Regions from separate parts of the Mus musculus genome. Here regions 2, 3, 4, 5 and 6 are each linked to region 1. Evidence: chromatin contacts called from public HiChIP or PLAC-seq and promoter capture Hi-C data. All regions are on one chromosome and are shown on one strand. Each heading gives the region's core, a stretch centred on a gene start, on an enhancer-like site or on the middle of the called end of the contact. The rest is flanking DNA. Distances are from core to core; before and after follow the strand shown.

What was found. Promoter capture Hi-C pulls out the DNA fragments that hold promoters and counts their contacts. HiChIP or PLAC-seq counts read pairs in DNA pulled down with a chosen protein or histone mark.
Region 2: a contact with region 1 is called in a promoter capture Hi-C map of liver, with 2.8 times the contacts expected there. The contact joins the enhancer-like site here to the promoter of Casd1 in region 1. A contact is called at or near these places in 8 of 39 promoter capture datasets (the 3T3-L1 cell line, embryonic stem cells, hematopoietic stem and progenitor cells and 4 more) and 6 of 115 datasets of contacts at active chromatin or transcription factors (acute myeloid leukemia, bone marrow-derived macrophages, embryonic stem cells and 1 more).
Region 3: a contact with region 1 is called in a promoter capture Hi-C map of neural stem cells. The contact joins the promoter of Bet1 here to the promoter of Casd1 in region 1. A contact is called at or near these places in 4 of 39 promoter capture datasets (the C10 cell line, embryonic stem cells, neural stem cells and 1 more), 4 of 484 Hi-C or Micro-C datasets (CD4 T cells, CD8 T cells, embryonic stem cells and 1 more), 2 of 115 datasets of contacts at active chromatin or transcription factors (astrocytes and large pre-B cells) and 2 of 9 other capture datasets (adipose tissue and pancreatic islet).
Region 4: a contact with region 1 is called in a promoter capture Hi-C map of liver, with 2.3 times the contacts expected there. The contact joins the enhancer-like site here to the promoter of Casd1 in region 1. A contact is called at or near these places in 4 of 39 promoter capture datasets (embryonic stem cells and liver) and 2 of 115 datasets of contacts at active chromatin or transcription factors (bone marrow-derived macrophages and large pre-B cells).
Region 5: an H3K27ac HiChIP or PLAC-seq map of microglia shows a contact between it and region 1, with 8 times the contacts expected there. The contact joins the enhancer-like site here to the promoter of Casd1 in region 1. A contact is called at or near these places in 8 of 39 promoter capture datasets (the 3T3-L1 cell line, HPC-7-derived erythroid cells, embryonic stem cells and 3 more), 1 of 484 Hi-C or Micro-C datasets (bone marrow-derived macrophages), 13 of 115 datasets of contacts at active chromatin or transcription factors (acute myeloid leukemia, bone marrow-derived macrophages, craniofacial prominence and 3 more) and 3 of 9 other capture datasets (adipose tissue, embryonic stem cells and liver).
Region 6: a promoter capture Hi-C map of liver shows a contact between it and region 1, with 3 times the contacts expected there. The contact joins the promoter of Tfpi2 here to the promoter of Casd1 in region 1. A contact is called at or near these places in 2 of 39 promoter capture datasets (both in liver).

The regions. Positions count from the first base shown.
Region 1 is chr6:4,599,628-4,602,464 of GRCm38.p6, forward strand. Casd1 (CAS1 domain containing 1) reads left to right here and starts at 1,284. Exons shown (of 18, transcript NM_145398.4): 1 at 1,284-1,674. The coding sequence starts at 1,542.
Region 2 is chr6:5,236,372-5,239,071 of GRCm38.p6, forward strand. It overlaps Pon3 (paraoxonase 3), which reads right to left. Exons shown (of 9, transcript NM_173006.2): 5 at 501-627. Among named protein-coding and RNA genes, the nearest start is that of Pon3, 19 kb to the right of the region's middle. Within about 2 kb of position 1,335, at least 10 of the 459 cell types and tissues checked have an H3K27ac peak or open chromatin away from gene starts, as enhancers often do. A contact at or near this core is called in liver, where this site is marked.
Region 3 is chr6:4,085,653-4,088,352 of GRCm38.p6, forward strand. It overlaps Bet1 (Bet1 golgi vesicular membrane trafficking protein), which reads right to left and starts at 1,278. Exons shown (of 4, transcript NM_009748.3): 1 at 1,125-1,278. The coding sequence starts at 1,143.
Region 4 is chr6:5,218,238-5,220,937 of GRCm38.p6, forward strand. Pon3 (paraoxonase 3) reads right to left here. Exons shown (of 9, transcript NM_173006.2): 9 at 1-2,700. Among named protein-coding and RNA genes, the nearest start is that of Pon1, 26 kb to the left of the region's middle. Within about 2 kb of position 1,409, at least 5 of the 459 cell types and tissues checked have an H3K27ac peak or open chromatin away from gene starts, as enhancers often do. A contact at or near this core is called in liver, where this site is marked.
Region 5 is chr6:5,166,135-5,168,921 of GRCm38.p6, forward strand. It overlaps Pon1 (paraoxonase 1), which reads right to left. Exons shown (of 9, transcript NM_011134.3): 9 at 1,956-2,362. The coding sequence ends at 2,204. Among named protein-coding and RNA genes, the nearest start is that of Gm46949, 14 kb to the left of the region's middle. Within about 2 kb of position 1,382, at least 39 of the 459 cell types and tissues checked have an H3K27ac peak or open chromatin away from gene starts, as enhancers often do. A contact at or near this core is called in acute myeloid leukemia, bone marrow-derived macrophages and microglia, where this site is marked.
Region 6 is chr6:3,987,661-3,990,360 of GRCm38.p6, forward strand. It overlaps Tfpi2 (tissue factor pathway inhibitor 2), which reads right to left and starts at 1,276. Exons shown (of 6, transcript NM_001381907.1): 1 at 1,163-1,276. It also overlaps a transcript of Gngt1 not described here.

The DNA.
Region 1 (2,837 bases), core at 34-2,533:
AAATTCTAATTTGGTGTTGATGACATCATAGTATGTGTCTAGGATGTGATTGGCAGGCCACATATTGTTAGCCCAGTTATCTGGTTGTTGTCGTATCTGATTCAATTCTGCCAGCATGTGATCAGCCTCAGATCAGAAGAAAGAGCCAAAATTAAGCGACCACTTGCAGGGAACAGTGCCTAAGTGTTTGTACACTTATTTAACTTTATTGCTTATTAGCATTATATCTATGACAGTGATGTATGTGATTTCATTTAAGCGACAAGAATCTTTCATCATCATATGATGATTGTGGCTGGAAACATAATTTTAAAAATCCTTCAGTGGAGAGGATGGGAGTGACTCGACAGGATCTCTAAGTCCCTTTTCTCTAACATTCGAGAATGTTGAGAAGGGTCTGGAAGCACAAGGTTGGGGTTGGCTAAAAGTTGTAAAGAAGACTTGCCAACACCTCCAACTCAACAATGACTTACTTGTTCTAACCACAACATGCAAATAGCCATTCTTGTCTACAAGGCAACTCAAGACCAAGGGTATGAATAAGAATGCTTTTCAAAGGACACACAGAGTGCTGGGTCTATTGATAATCACAAAACATTAACCAAGTTTAAGGATTGCCACAGGCAACCAATCTGCTACCCTGGCCAACCTTAGTGTCAACAAAGATATTGTGTAAACATAAAGGAGAAAGGGGCTCTTATACTGACATCCACACCAACTTAGACACACTGTACAGGATGCATCTACACCCACTGCAACTGGACAAACAGCACATTGGGCAGTTGAGTATTAAACGGTGAACATGGGCCTTACACTTGAGTTGGGTGTTCGGATTTACAGCCACCCCAACACCTGGCCAGCATCTTAGGTGCAGAGGAACTTGCCAGACAGGTCGTGGGTGGCCTGCCGTTAAGGCCCCACGACCGTGGGAGAGCAGAGAGTAGAAAGTCCAGAAAGGGTGTGATGGGGGAAGCAGGGAGTGTACTTTTTTTTCCCGGAACAGTAGTTCTATTGCCCTAACCTGGGCTCAGGTAGCTGCCAGTCCACTTGGGCATAGCCCCGGAGCTGACATCTGGGCCGGGCTGCAGGCCCTGGCCCTCTGCCCCCCCAACACCCATACAGTCACCATGCCTGTGCAGCCGTCGCCGCCCGCTGCCGCCAGTGACCCGGTGACCCCGGAGGCCCGTCTGGGCCCGGTGACCCCGGAGCCCCGGGCATCCGGACCCCCGTCACAGGCGCAGCCGCTATTAAGGCAGGAGGCTACCAGGGAGGAGGAAGGGGAGGAGACAGGCGGCCAGGGCGCCTGGGGCACCGGCACGGCTGAGCAACGGCGGCGGGGTTGGGGGGAGGCCGACGAGGGCACGGGGAAGGCCGGCGGCACGGAGGCCGCAGGCTCGGACCCCTCGGCCCGCGGTTCGGGCGACGGGCAAGGGAGCTGGCGGCCGCTTCTCGGCTGGCTACGGCGCCCGCCGCCCCAGTGCTGCCCCTGCGCGGCGCCCCTTCCCCGCTCCGCCGCGCACTGTTGTCATGGAGGAACCAAGATGGCGGCTCTGGCCTACAACCTGGGCAAGCGGGAGATCAACCACTACTTCAGCGTGAGGAGCGCCAAGGTGCTGGCGCTGGTGGCCGTGCTGCTGCTCGCAGCGTGCCACCTCGCGTCCCGCCGCTACCGAGGTGAGCCGGCCCTCCCCCCGGCCCGGGCCGGCTCGGCCCGGGGGGAGGCGGCGCCGCGGCCCCGAGCGCGGGAGGCCGCCCCCCGCCGCAGCACGCCCACGCGCCGGCGGCCTCCCGCGGCCCCGCGGCGCCCCACGTGCCCGGGCCGACCCCTGCGGGCCCCTGCCCCCAGCCTCCCGCTCTCGGGGCCACCTCCTGCTGGAGCGGGGCTCCGGAGGCGCGCCCGGCCCCGCGCCCCGGTGCAGGAGGTCGAACCAGGGGCCCCCGGGGGCAGCCCTGGCGGCACCGCCTCCCGGATGCTGGGGTCGCACACGGTGCGCCCGTGGGGTCTGCCTCCTGCCCTGCCACTTCAGGGCCCAACGGTTGGACAGCGGCTTGGGCCGCCCTGCTTACTTTTGCCAAAAGGGCCAGTGTGGCTAAAGATGCCCATGGCCCACCTCCCTCCCGTGGAGGAGGTGCCACCAGCCTTTCAAACACTTTTCAAGAGTTTGGGTTGCACAGTTTTTGTTTTTGTTTTTACAAATAAAGACACTGAGGCAGGATTTTGGTTTTTGTTTGTTTCTTAAAGGAGTTAAGGAGTTGACCGGACTAGACGTGAGCGGGCGAAGCAAATAGTTAAGCCTTTTGAAAGCTGGCCTTCAATATGGGTTTACATACTGGTGGAAAGCTGGAAAGGAACCAATGAACTCTTCTCAGAAGGAATTATCCTTCAGTTGTCAAGGGATATTTGCTTGTTTTTTTGATTGATTTTTTTTCCCCTTTCCTTACGATAAATGCCACCAGGACAGTCACTGACAGTAGGAGGGAAATTATAATGATAGGATCTTTTGGTTTTGACCTTTGGTATCCTAAAAGTCATTATATGGACAGCTCTTGGTGACTGTGAGATAATTAGACAAATGTGACAGCCACGTGCACATTAGCGCTGGGCCCATTTATACTGTACAGCCCAGTCACGAGAGTACTAGAGTCTCGGCTGTATTCCCATTTCACATGATCTCTCAAAGTGGAGGCCATTTTGGTCAAACTTGATGGTTTGTTTCTACCTACTCTTGAGTTTTCCAGATCTTAAACTTTAGTATCATAGCTGTATCTTTTAAATATATTATCTTACAAATAGCTTAATTGAATTAAAAAAGATCCTTATGGCTAATTCTCCAGTC
Region 2 (2,700 bases), core at 85-2,584, 640 kb after region 1:
ACTTAAGGTAATCTTTATAAGTTCCCACCAGTTGTTTTTATTTATTTTTATTAATTTTTTATCAGCTTCTTCTTTAAAGAGTTGGACATAAAGAAATAACCCATCTGGCGGTTGGTTATAATACCCAGTGGGTAAGACTCAGAAAACACAATCTACCACGATGATTGGCAGGGGGAGTAGGTGTTTAAGGAGAGCACAGGATTGAGTTGCTGTGGCAAAGAGGTTGGAATTGGAGCTGGGAATCTAATTGAGCACCTTTATAGGATTAAAGAGCTTTCAGAAAGTTGGAAAATATAGAGACATTCAATCCTGAACACAGCAATGTCTACTGAGGCGCTGGGCAGTCCCACCACAGGGAGCTTTAGAAAGCTTTAGAGAAAGAGAAAAATCTTCCGCTTGCGAAACAAAAGCTGGAGAACGCCTGCTGAAGGGAAGAAAGCAAGGTGCACAGTGGAGGGCCCGAAGAAATAGACCGAAGACGCGTGGTTTTAACTCCATACCTCTTGAGAAGTTCATGTTTTAGAGTTTTCAGGTGGATGAGAGAGCGTTGTTGTTCTTCAAACTTAAATATCTCCACAGTGGAGTCCATGTTGGGGTGATTCACGACATAAAGATAAGCAGTGTTGTCTGAATGGGAGAGGGGAGGGGAGAGATCATTTCAAAGAAAGATACAATTTCCAGGAAGTTTAAGCGAGCTTCTTGAAACCGTTATTAGGCATCTTTAAAAACCCAATCATCTCCCAGGTCTTTAGTTTTGCCTTGAGATGGGGTCTTGCTATGTTCCCAAGCTTATCTTGAGCTTCAAGGTTCCAGTTGTGAGTTGCTGGCATTTTATAGGCAGGTACTACTGTGCAACGGCTGCTTTTATGGTACTGCCTGCCTGTCAGGTCATTAACACCAATGCTAGATGCTTCTATTTTTGGAGAAATTGAAACTCCAGTAGGGGATATCCCAGCAATTTTATCAACATAGCAAGTTTACCAAGCAATGGTGCAAAGCATGGGTGTTTGTGCAATGGTCTCCACAGCCTCACTAGCACGCCCTCTCTAAAGAGAAGAGATGGAACTTCAGTGGTAGGCAAACATGTATGTCACTCTCCTGGATGGTTTGTCAGCAAACAAATCATGTCTGCTGAGAAATTTTGGGGTGTGTCACAAAGGTCTACATTTCGACAGAAGTTCAAGAAACCTCAGGGCATGCGAATGCTTTCAAATAAGCCCTTTCCCAGATGGACAACGAACTTCTAACACAAGTGAAATACCTGAGTAGAGTAACTATATTTACTGAACTCAGTGGACTTGTAAAGTAAACACGCCAATGGAAACAAGCCAGCTAATCCTAGGCATCACCAACCTCAAGAATGCTCCCAGATACCTGCTTTCACTCTGGAATGTAGAGTGCCCTGAAGAGGATTGAGGGTAGTGGCCTTCATAGACTTATTAGAAGCTGTGTGTCTGAGGTTTTGAGGGACTGGTCTGGTCCTGTCCTCTCACTGTGAAATTTGTTCTGTATCTCTTGTTCCTGTTCACTTCCTCCATGTAATTACTGAACATGTAATGGAGCAGGTCTGAGGCCTGACATATGAAATTTACATTCAGGGCCCTTGACCACATTTAGCTGTTCCAGGCAAATTAGGTGGAAGAGGTGCTTAATGAAGATAAACTTTGTTCTACAGCCTGACAGTTCTCTGTGGGACATTTTGGTCTGTGAATTAATCCCTTAATTTAGGAATAAATAAAATAGGTTGTCAATCACAGAACATTGAATGTCTGGAAGCTTCAGTGTATGGCTGACAGATAATCCATAAGCTGATCCTATCTTAGAACATTCAGCTCCTGATATCCCTAACTCTAACATCCTATACAGTGAAATAGTCTCCGTTAATCTGACTACTCGGCTCTCACTGGAATGCGTTAGCCAGGGCAGTGTCAGGCAAACAAGTTGTGGCTGTAAGGGACTAAGTATAATGAGCTTCCCGAGTTTTACCGAGTAAGAGACACGCGATAAATGAAAGCACCTACCTTCTAACTCTGAAGCAGCCAGAGTTACTCAGAGAAGTCAACCCTGTATCACATTCCTGGCAACTCCAGCTTCTCCATCTTATTAAATGGAGTATTACTGTAACTTGTCTGATGCCATCACATCCATAGTCCCTCGCGCACCAGATACCTGTTTGCTCAGTTCCTATTCTGTCTCAGTCATTGTTCTGGACTCTCAGATTCCATAATGAATGTGTTGCATACATTTTTTATGGTGAATATATTTAGATAAGAAAACAATAGTAAAAACTAGTAAGTAGAAACAAATACTGGGGCAGAGAGATACCCCCTTCATTTATACAATGGCATCTGTGTGTTCAATGGATTCACAAATAAATTATATTTAAATTAGTTTGGAATTATGGGATATAAACAAGCAAAATGTACTAAAGATTGCTATTTTCAAAGTGAATAATATAAGATTTGTTTCTGAGGTAGTTTCTTGAGATGTGAGTCACATGCCATTAAATCCAGTCTTGCAAAATGTAAACGTTAGTGCGTTTTAGTATATTCTTAGAGTTGTGTAGTAATAACCACTACTTAGCTCCGGAATGCTTACATCAGGCCCCATGTAAATGCCCCACTGTTTAGATGTTCCTTTCTACTTCCCCTTCTTCCCAGCATCTGCCCAGGGTCATAGCACACTATCCCAGCTCATTCT
Region 3 (2,700 bases), core at 28-2,527, 510 kb before region 1:
GTGTTGGAAAAATGTAGGCATATATGACTAATCATGTTTGAAAATAGTTCTTTAGGTTATTTGAGATGAACTAATTTCTTTCAATGACTGAAAGGATTCATAAAACTAAATTTACAACTTCTTCACATGCAACTACTTATTGACAACCCTGTCAATCTATATTACTGACACCATTCAAGGCCCTTATTTTTCAGTGGTTTTAAAGTCCACACATTCTATTCCTATAACCAACCTTATTGAAACTACTACCATGTCTCTGCACTGTCATGAATATTGTGTTCCTTCTTACATAATCAAAACCCATAACAAGCCGTGAATTATGAGTTGCAAAAGAGGCTTTAGTTTTCATACCTAACTTTAAGTGTTTGTCCATTCACTGGCTTTAACACCTCAAATTTTTAAAAACTATTTTTTTTTTTACTATTCCAATGTCTGCCAGAACAGCAACATCCTTTTTAATATTTCACACATTTTTTTCAAGCATTCTGCCCTTCCTTCTTTAAGACATGGCTAATAGAGAAAGAACTTCAGTTATTACTAAGCTATTCCTTCCCCTGACCCATTTAAGTCATCAAAACCAACATCTACTGCCTTAGCAGTGGGACAAGGTCTAGGTCAGAAGTGTTCCAAGTAACTCGCCTTTGACCCAGACCTTTCATAACAGGCACTTTAACAATAAGGACACGTAAATTCACCTTTGTAACTCACGGTTATCAAACTAACGCATCATTATTAGTGGGCTTAAAGCTTACTACTCCCCAAATGTCATTTCTTAAAAAAAAAAAAAAAAAGTTAAGATCCAGAATGAGTAAAGCAAAGGAAACAGCAAGGCTTGGGAAATTGGGTTACTCCCCAAACTAGCACATAGAAAAAGAAAAACTTATGCTAACCAATTCACCGCTCTGTGCAACCTAGCATATAGGTTTAAACTTTTGTCTAAATACAACTTCAGGAAACCGTTCGGAACTAGGACACAGGAAGAGAACCTTCTCCAAAGAACCCAAATAACTCGCTTTTGAACACCAAAGTCATTGACAGAGGGCCGGTAGTCTCCTCCCACAACCCTGCTCCCGACTCAGCAGGTCCTAGGGTCCCCAAACTTCGAACCTCAGCACTGTTCTTACCCAGGCCTGCACGCCTCATCCTGCCAGGAGAGGGAAAGGCGGGCAAGGAGGAGTGAGTAGGAAAGGGCCAGGGTCACCCGACCTCGGCTTCAGTCCCAGGGCTCCTAAGAGCAACAACTTTTTGCCTCAGAGCGCCACGACATCAGTAAAGTCTAAACACCGCGCCGGTTTATGTCGTCACTCGGACACATATAGGCGTCCTGAAATGCGATTACTAGTTGCATTCTGGGAAATGTAGTTTTCCGTCTTCTGGGGCACTGGGTAAGAGGGGCGTGGTAGGAACAATGCCTGGAATGGGCGGGGCTTCCGGAAGGGCAGCGACAGCTGCTGGGGCTCTAGTCCTGTTATTCTGGGTCATTACTTAATCCAGAACTTTTAGTATGGCACTTTTTGATGTTAGTGCCAACTTTAACCTGGGAGAGTTACCCCTCCCTAGCCGGGATGATGGTTGACTCTTTCATGATTTTCCCTTGCACTCCCGCTCACCCAAAGTCAGAGGTGAGAAAGTCAGTGCAAACTTTGTTCAAACAGAGTCTCATCTTACTGTCTGAGCCTCTTAGCAGGAAAGGAAAATCAATCCTCTTCCTTCCTGATCCTGCCCAGTGGAATAGTTAAAAAAAAATATATATATATATACACATATATATATATATATATATATGTGTGTGTGTGTGTGTGTGTGTGTGTGTGTGTGTGTGTGTGTATGTATGTATGTATGTATGTATCCTTGCAGTAGAACTTCCGGGTAGGGAAGTGGGGAGTCTCAGCTTCCTAACGCATTTGATCTAAGTCTGGAAAGAACTGTGATATTTAGCTTTTAAACACTCCACCCTACTTAGAGCTTTTAAAACGTACACACAAATACCTCATACTTGTTTCCATGGAGCATGTAGCCATCCTCTGCTACATATGCAGCAAGTACCCTTAGCTGCTGAACCACCTCACTACACACATTATACTTCATAATAGAAACACATTGCACTAACACTCTGCCCTCAGCTTACTGTGGTTTGATGGCTGAAAGAAAGAGTCTAAGTTCCGCCTTCTTTGCTTCTATTGCTATGTGATAATTTTCAATTCAACTAATACAGAATGTGAGATGAGTATGGGGATATAACAAAGATCCTTGATGATTTTATCACAAGTTCTTATTCAAGTACAACATGTGACTATGGGAACTATAAGTGTTCATACTCGAGCATAAACATGCCATCTTCACCTTGTAGCTTTTAATATCTTGCAAAATTTGATGAGTCAGAGGGCTATCAGAATCCAGAGCATATTAATGAAGAACAATAAAAACACTTATTACAAATATATCATTTGCACATGAGCATGTTATATTATGCCATTAGACTTCATTTGCATGATACAAGATCAAAGACAAAAATTATTAAGAGTTTCAGAACAATGAGGCACACCAAACAAGTGTGGGGGTTTGAGCAAGGGCACAGGGTCACTACATTGGCTGCATAACCATAAACTTGCATTTGTCTTAGGAAACATTTTTTGATTATTCAAGGTCATAATTCATAGAAGAAGAGGAAAGAAATGGGAATATATGAATGAGATTGAT
Region 4 (2,700 bases), core at 159-2,658, 620 kb after region 1:
GAGGAGCTGAGAGTTCTACATCTTCATCTGATGGCTGATAGCAGAATACTCCTTCCAGGAAGCTAGGATGAGAGTCTTAAAGCACACACCCACAGTGACACACCTACTCCAACAGGGCCATACCTTCTAATAGTGCCACTCCCTGGGCGGAGCATATGTTTCTTAAAAACAAGTCTAGATTATGCTCCACGTGACTCACCCAGTCATCCATTGCCTTATATGAGTATGCTTTGACCTGATATTTTCTTACAGCCTGCATAACCTCAACAGGCAACAAATTATTTGCCCTCAGTAGATTCAAAGATGGATGTTGAGATCCAAGCGTTTTTGTAGTGCATAGTATAAAGTCATAAGAGGGCCTGCATTTGGTTCTGCTAAGGAGGTGTTTGTTAGTTTACTAACATGGCATAAGTAAGCTCATAACTTGATATCTTCTATTGCTGTGATATTTTGAAGCGTTATACTTTGTGTAATATTTAAGTCAGACTGAAAATATCTCCTCAAACATTGGTCATTCTAGGTGGTGAAAATATTCATGATTCTTTCTCCAAGATTTTTGAAATAATGAGAGCATTTCTGTCATCTATAGCAGTTGCCTTGGGTAATAACTCTCTTCATCTCCTTCACTCTATTTAACTGTAACTTAGAACTCAATGATTAAGCCCTCAGTACCCCTCCTCCATTCCCAGAAAACCCCTACTCTCTTGGTCTCTGGTAACTACCAATCTACTCTCAACTTCTTGGGGCTTCAGAATGGCTTTGACCATTCAATGGGAAACTGAGTGACGGCAGACATATGATTATCATCTCTCACCTACATCTGATCTCTTCCTTCTGTTTTTCTCAATGCCAAAGCAACTGTCTGTTCAGGCTTCTGGGAGTGGAATGTGGGGCCACTTCACACTGACTTTAACCTAAGCTGGGAATTCAGCTCTTTGAACTCTTGGATTTTCTAGGATATGGTTCACTATCCCACTCCCCTTGGATTTAGCTTATGCTTCTTTTATTCAGTTAAAGCCTTAATAGTCAAATGTTAAGTAATCCAGTAGTTATGATGCATAGGATAAAAAAGAAATTATCATATTTTTCAAAATGGACCGAGTTACAAGTGTGCATGGCTTTTAATCATTAGTTTTATTTGGAGTCTTCTCAATAACTACATTTTGTGCATGCATGGAGTTGTGCATGCTTGCATGCATATGTACGTGAAGGCCAGAAGACAGCTTCTGGGGTTGCTCTGTAGGGCATCAACTACAATGTGGTGTTGTTGTTGTTGTTGTTTGAGGCAGCTTCTCACTGGCCTAAAGTATACTAAATATGCTAGGCTTTTAGCCAGAAAGTACCAGGAATCTCCTTGCCCGGTGCTGGCACTACAAACACAAACCACACACCTAGCTCTTTTATGTGGGTGTTGGGGATCAAAGTTTGTTCCTCATGCTTACAAGGCAAAGAGTCGAACAGCTAAGCTCTCGGCAACATACGGCTGTGTTTTGGAACTTAAAAGGTGACATCTCCCTCTAACATTCAGCTGGGCTATTCCTTCCTTGAAGTAATGAAAGTTATAAAATCTTAATGTCTGAATAAAAAATGATTGCACAGGTTAAAAGTAAAGAGTATTATTTTGTCCTGGCATAAAACTATTTACAAAACTTTTAACTAAGCAGTGTTCTTTAGAATATAAACAGGTCTCCTTAATTCCCCATTACCAAATACACCTTGTGGGAGGGGATGACAGGACTCTCGAAGCTCTAGTGTGGCAAATGTAGCTCTAGCAGGCCTCTCCCTTCTCTCCTATTCCCTCTGCCTTGCTAAAAATTCTTAGATCACATTCCTAAAGCCAGTCCCCAAGATCTATTCCCTTATTTGGCCACTTCTCCTCCCAAAGCTGACTACCAAGGTTCACCTATGAAAGTATTGAAGTCTAGCAATCAGATGTCCTCTTTGACTCACCAAATTAACATGCCCAACTAAAATTAATCACCTTGTGTGGTAGCATACACCTTTAATCCCAGCACTGCACTCAGGAGGCAGAGGCAGTCGGATTCCTGTGAGTTTGAGGATAGCCTGGTCTGTAAGAAGAATTCAAAGGACAGCCAGGACTGTTACACAGAGAAACCCTGTATTACTCCCCCCAATAATAAATAAAAATTAATAAATAAACACCTCATCCTAATATGGAGGGTTTCCATTTTACCTTTATAATCACCATTTGCCTGTGCTCCATGCCTGTATCCTCCCTATTCAGAGACAGTCCTCTCCCCACCCCGCCCCCACTGCCCCCACCGCCCCCACCACCCCCACTATGGGATAAATACCTCTTCCCTTTCTCCCTTGTCTCTGCCCCCTCTCCATTGTTGCTGTTCCTTCTCCCTCTTCCTCTATCTCCTGTGTTTGTTCCTTATCTGTCCCTCTGGGGCAAATAAATCTTTGTGCAGAAAACTTGGTCTTAATGTTCCCTACGGGAAGGGAGGTGGTTATGAACTACAAATCATTGGTTTTTGTTTGTTTGTTTGTTGTTTTAACCAAGAAAGGAATTCTTTATTTATTCTCATCAAATTAAATTTAGATTTGTCCATTAGTACATGCCATTTGGGCATATATTTTTTTTCATTTTGGATTTATTGGTTCCCATCAGCTGGAGGCTGCTTACTAAGTGTTTATTAACTAGTAGAGAAGATGAACATGGCTGAAGGTAACTGT
Region 5 (2,787 bases), core at 132-2,631, 570 kb after region 1:
ATGAAGACAGACACTCAACTGTCTCAGCCTCATGAAGTAAGGAATGTGAGCTTGTTTCCCTCCATTTTGGAAACTGTTAAAAATTCTCTTACCAAATTTTGCTCTTCTTTGGACAATCTTAAATGCATGCCATGGATTCATTTATATATTTAATTTTGAAAGAATTAGCTTAGCTTGATTTGTCAGTAGAAAGGAAGAGGATATGGTCATTTTACTGAAGGTGTAATGAAGGCTAGGTAGACAAGAGATTTTTTTTTCTTATTAAAGAAATATGTGGAGTTTGCTTTCCTATGTGCCACGCTCACAGATAGTCATAACCAGTGATTCCGAGAGTCCAGCCTCCAGGATGTGAGGAACAAGGGTCACTGAGGAAATGAACACTCACAGCTACCTGGTGTCATGTGCTAAGCAGACTAAAATCACTTAAATTGCATTGTGAGGAAAGGAGTTCTTTTATGCAAATAGTTTTTACTTATTATCATTTTGGTTTTCTTGAGCTCTGACTATGAAGTCATAGATTAACATGACTTGCGATTCCTGGTCCCACTGCCTCAGCCTTCTAAGTCTAGAATTATAGGCATGCGTTATGATTCATGGCTAAAAAACTGGTTTGTTTTATGTTTTCCCTCTATGGTCCTAAATGATCGACAAGTTTCAGTTTCTCATCAAAACATTCCCCATGCCTTCCACCCTCCCCTCCCCCCCCCAAAAAAAAACCCCACCACCACCAGATAAATGCCATGGAAAGGGTCTTAAATACTTCATCCCTAAACTGGCTGCCTTAATGACCCAGGAAATAATCTAGCACTGGATTTCTGTCTTCACAACAGACAAATAATGGTACTTAAAATTTTCTCATTTCATAACCAGTATAAGAAGAGATTTTCTTTTTAGTCATGAGGGCTGTTGATCTTTCTGGGTTTTTTTTTTTTGTTTGTTTGTTTTGTTTTGTTTTGTTTTGTTTTGTTTTGTTTTGTTTTGTTTTAAAAACTCAGTTTATCTTCCTCTCCCCTCTTTCTTGGTCTTCACGGAAAGCCAGAGTAGTGTAAATAAACCCAAACAAGACAAAACCCATCTCTGGCATCAGCTGAGCAATGCGGGCTGGGGGCTGGGGCACTCAGCACTTTGACAGTTATAGAATATTCATGAACTTAGCTGTTACAAAAGAAGCAAGTTCCTTCTTTCTTTGGACCAATATAAACAGGCCATGTAATGTGTGAAGATAACAGAAATCAGGTTCGGGCGTGATAACCTTCCCAAAGATCGAAAGAGTCTCCCACACCCTGTAACTACGGGAAAATTGAAAAGACCCAGTGGCGAAACAATGCACAAAAGCTCCGTGCCTCCAGGAGCGAGCGGAAGCTCTGTCTGTTTCAGAGGAAGTCGCAGGGAGAAAGGGGAAACCAGAGTCTGGCCGCACTGGTCCATCCACTGACTTTATGAGGTATTGAGAGTGGTCTTCATGATAATACTTTTTCAACACCAGAAGTACCTCTGTGACCTAATGGTCCCCAAAGCTGACCGCACACACTCTCTCTCGAGACTCAAATGGTTTCAGAGATTGCATGTGTTATGGGAAAGTGTATTTGGAGTTACATAGAAGGAATTTCCCCAATGCTGTCACAGATTTCCTGGGAAAACTAAAAGGAGAAAAACTCCTTTGGCTCTTTTTGGAGGTCCGAGTCTACTTTCTGGCTCCACTGTTTCTGGGCTTTCAGTAAGACAGTAACTCAGCCCTGGTGTTTGGTGGAAGCTCAGAGCAGAGAACTAAGGACCAGATGCAACCTGTGAATGCATTTCTCCCAGGGGCAAACTTCTGTCAGTGAGGTCCTACCTCCTAGAATCCCCAGTACTGTCCCCAGCTGAGGACCAAACATTCAGCATATAAGCCTGTAGGAACATTTCATCACAGATCTTCATATTCAGATCAGAACACAAGTTATGTGGGACTTGAGAAATTTAGCCATTTTGGTGAAAAAAATTTTTTTAATTGATAAGTGGTGTCTTTAAGTAGTCTAAGAGTAATACTCAAGAAACCCTTGCTAGTTAGGATCTATTGCCAGGAAACTCTCATACCTTCTTATGTCTGAGACTAAGGTCAGCATTCATTAGTTAGCAGAGATCACTGTGGTAGGCACCTTACAGTATGGCAAAGGATTGAAATAATGGCCTCACTTTCGATGACGTGCGTGCAGCTGGCTTGTCACAGATCACAGTAAAGAGCTTTGTGGAACACAGTGCCAATCAGCAGTTTCCCTTTGTACACAGAGGCGACCGTGGTGCCTTGCAGGACGGTACCATTCTCTGCATAAACTACAGTTATTTTGGGGTCTTCGGATAAAATGTTCTGGATTCGAAGCACCTGTCAAAGAAATTGCATGAGGTGAATATTTTTGTTAAGTTACTTACGTCAACTTTGAACTTGGAGTTATTTCTCCCTTAGACACATTATCTCATATAATTTCCTCAATTGCGTTCTGTTCTAAAATTATTTTAAGGTCACTGTTTTCCTCATTTGTGATTGGTCGAGTTTTGATCCTTAACACTAGCAGTGCACATATGAGCACACAGTGCATGAGGCAGGGCATATAAACAAGCGCTGCAGCCTGGATGTGAGACCTTAGAGCACACTAAGGAACACAATAAATGGAATTCATACACTGAGTTTCTATTCGAGGAGTCATGATTTGATTGTTCAGTTGGTTGATTAGCACCAAGGAAAAAAAGTTCTGTGACTTGGAAAAGAAAGCCATCAAGGCAGAGCACCCAGTATGGCAGTGTGGGGGA
Region 6 (2,700 bases), core at 26-2,525, 610 kb before region 1:
CTTTTAAAGGGGAAATTCTTAGTGTAAAATGGCATCTCTCTTTCCCACATTTTAATCCTAAAACAGGCCATAATGTTTTATGTGATCCTGATTTTTATTCTGTTACAAAATGAAGAGGAATGTTCAGAGAGAAAAATAAGGGTTAATTTAAAATGTATTTCTAGGCTTTATATAACTTTTAAATATTAACATTTACCTTTTTAACACTGTAAGCTTGCAGGTAGTTTTTAGAGCTCCTACTAATTTTTGTAAATTACCAATCTTATCACTTTGGGTAATTTTGAATTTTAATTTAAATACTCATGTATGTATGATTTTCTTTGATTTTCCTATCTAGTACCTTTAGTTAAGGACACAAAACTAATCAATGTAGAGATAGTAGATGTCCACCATTGAGTCAATGTAAAGGCAAGATACTTTTAATTCAGTTTTCTCTCTTTTTAAAAAAAAAAAATGTCTTCAGACAGTGGTGGTGTACGCCTTTAATCTCAGAAAGCAGAGGCAGGCTGTATCTGTAAGTTTGAGGCCTGCCTGGTCTACAAATCAAATTCCAGGATAGCCAGGAGTATGCAGAGAATCCCTGTCACCAAAAACCAAAACCCCAAATCCAAAACTCAAGAACAAAACCCCAAAACTAAGCCTAAACAAACAAACAAACAAGAAGACCAAAACAAAAATCAAACATACAAAAATTAAAAAAAAACATGCAAGGTGAATTAATATACCTTTCATATATGAAACCCATTGTGCTAAATCTGGCTTTCTTCAATCACGTTCTCCCCTTGTTAAATCAAATAGGGAGGAGAAACAGAGGAACAGACTGAATTTAGTGATGTAATAAACTGAAAGGTCAGAAACCATGCCTTTAGAGGTCTGAAAGCCAACCCAAAACAAAATCCAGAACTGTTGAATATCAGGACAAAGCTAAGAAAGGAACGTGGTATTTTAAACCAGATACATTGAAAACAAACAGAAAACGAAAATCTAACAGTATCCTAAATAGCCACCTCAGAACATACAGCAAATGAACTTTAAACCAAACCCGGGGACAGTCACATCTCAGAAAGAATCAAAATTTTCCCAACCATGATTACAGCTCCATGAAATTCTTATCGGAACAAAACAAAAAGAGTCACTAAGCAAGACTACATTTCAGATATACCTGTGATAGCAGCAGGAGAAAAGATGGCAGCTAAGCAGAAAATTCTCTAGGACATGGTTCAGATGCTTGTCTGATAACACTGTTAGCCATTTGATTGGCGGAAGACAGTGGTCTGGCAAGTCAGCACACTGCAAAGGGCTTCACCTGTTACAGGGACACTAGGTCAAACACAAAGGAGAACAAAGGTGGCTCTTTACATGGCTAAAGATTAACTTAGGGTAGATGAAAATTAGGCTCTGATCTCCAGCTTCCAGAAAATCACGAGTGAGACTTTCAGCTATAGACAGAGGCTTCAGCCAATGTATTGGGGTGGGGGTGGGGAGTGTTTGTTTTGTTGTTTTTTTGCTTGGTTGTTTAGTGTTTGGATTTTGGTTTATTTCTTTGGTTTGGTTTGGTTTGGTCTGGTTTTCTCAGGAACTTTCTTCATACCTGTTTGCTTGGCTCGTGTTCTTCTTTTCCTGGTTTATTTGATACCAGGTAAATGTGGATAATATACTTTTAAATACTATCATCTACCTATCTTGCTAGAGTGCAAGTTTCTAGAGGGTGAAGTGAGTTTTTCTCTTTTATCTCTGATTTACACTTAAGATTTTAGAATAAGTTCCACAGAAAATAGGATCTCAGTATGTCTCTATATTTATTATTGGACAAATAAAAAGATGCTAGGTCTTATTTGTTCTACAACCCCAAATATGATAAGAAATGGTACTATAGAAAAGTTTATGTCTGTATGATTTTAAGTTTATTAAGCATAATATCATTTCTGCAAAACTATGCACACTGTGTGTTTCTAAAGCAAGAAATAACTAGAGCATTCGCAGTGCTGTACGCCATGCAGAACAAATGGCTTCTAAGCAAGAATTTGAATAATTTCCCCCTCTTCTAATTCTTCGTAACAAATACTTTATTTATCTGGAATTCTTGCTTGAAACACACATGTGTCTAATATGTGGAAACAAACAGAAAGCAAGTCCACTTGCACTAGCTCATGTTAACTTGCACTAGCTCATGTTAGTTAATTCTGGGAAAAACTCATTGGGAATTATGACAGATATCACGGAGGAGACATGGAGTCCACACTTGCATAGTTTCATGTTTTAAAACCCCCTCACTGATGGTGGAGCTAAGGGAACAGTGGCCTTTGACTGCCCAGCACTGACCCCACTGTGAAATATGGTTGCTTGCTTCAGTGCGAGTCAATACAAACCATTTTTAAAAGAATTCTCAATGTATTAAGATACAAGCATAGAAAACATCTTAGTAGAAATTTCATACCAACAGCTATGTTTAACTCCTATTTTCCAATGTGTAGATTCTCTTTAATACCCTTTAGATAAATGGCATTACTGTTGGGCATATTTGGTTTTTAGTTTAGCTTAGCACTTAAGAACTAGAAAAGTCAAGGGGACCAGTGCTTCCTTCTCTTTTCTGGATTTATGGTCATGAAGTTTGTATAACTCACGGTCTTATTCATATAGGAAATATTTTATAGGGGCCTATGTAAAATCATCACTATAGTACTAGGGTTGTATTTGTGG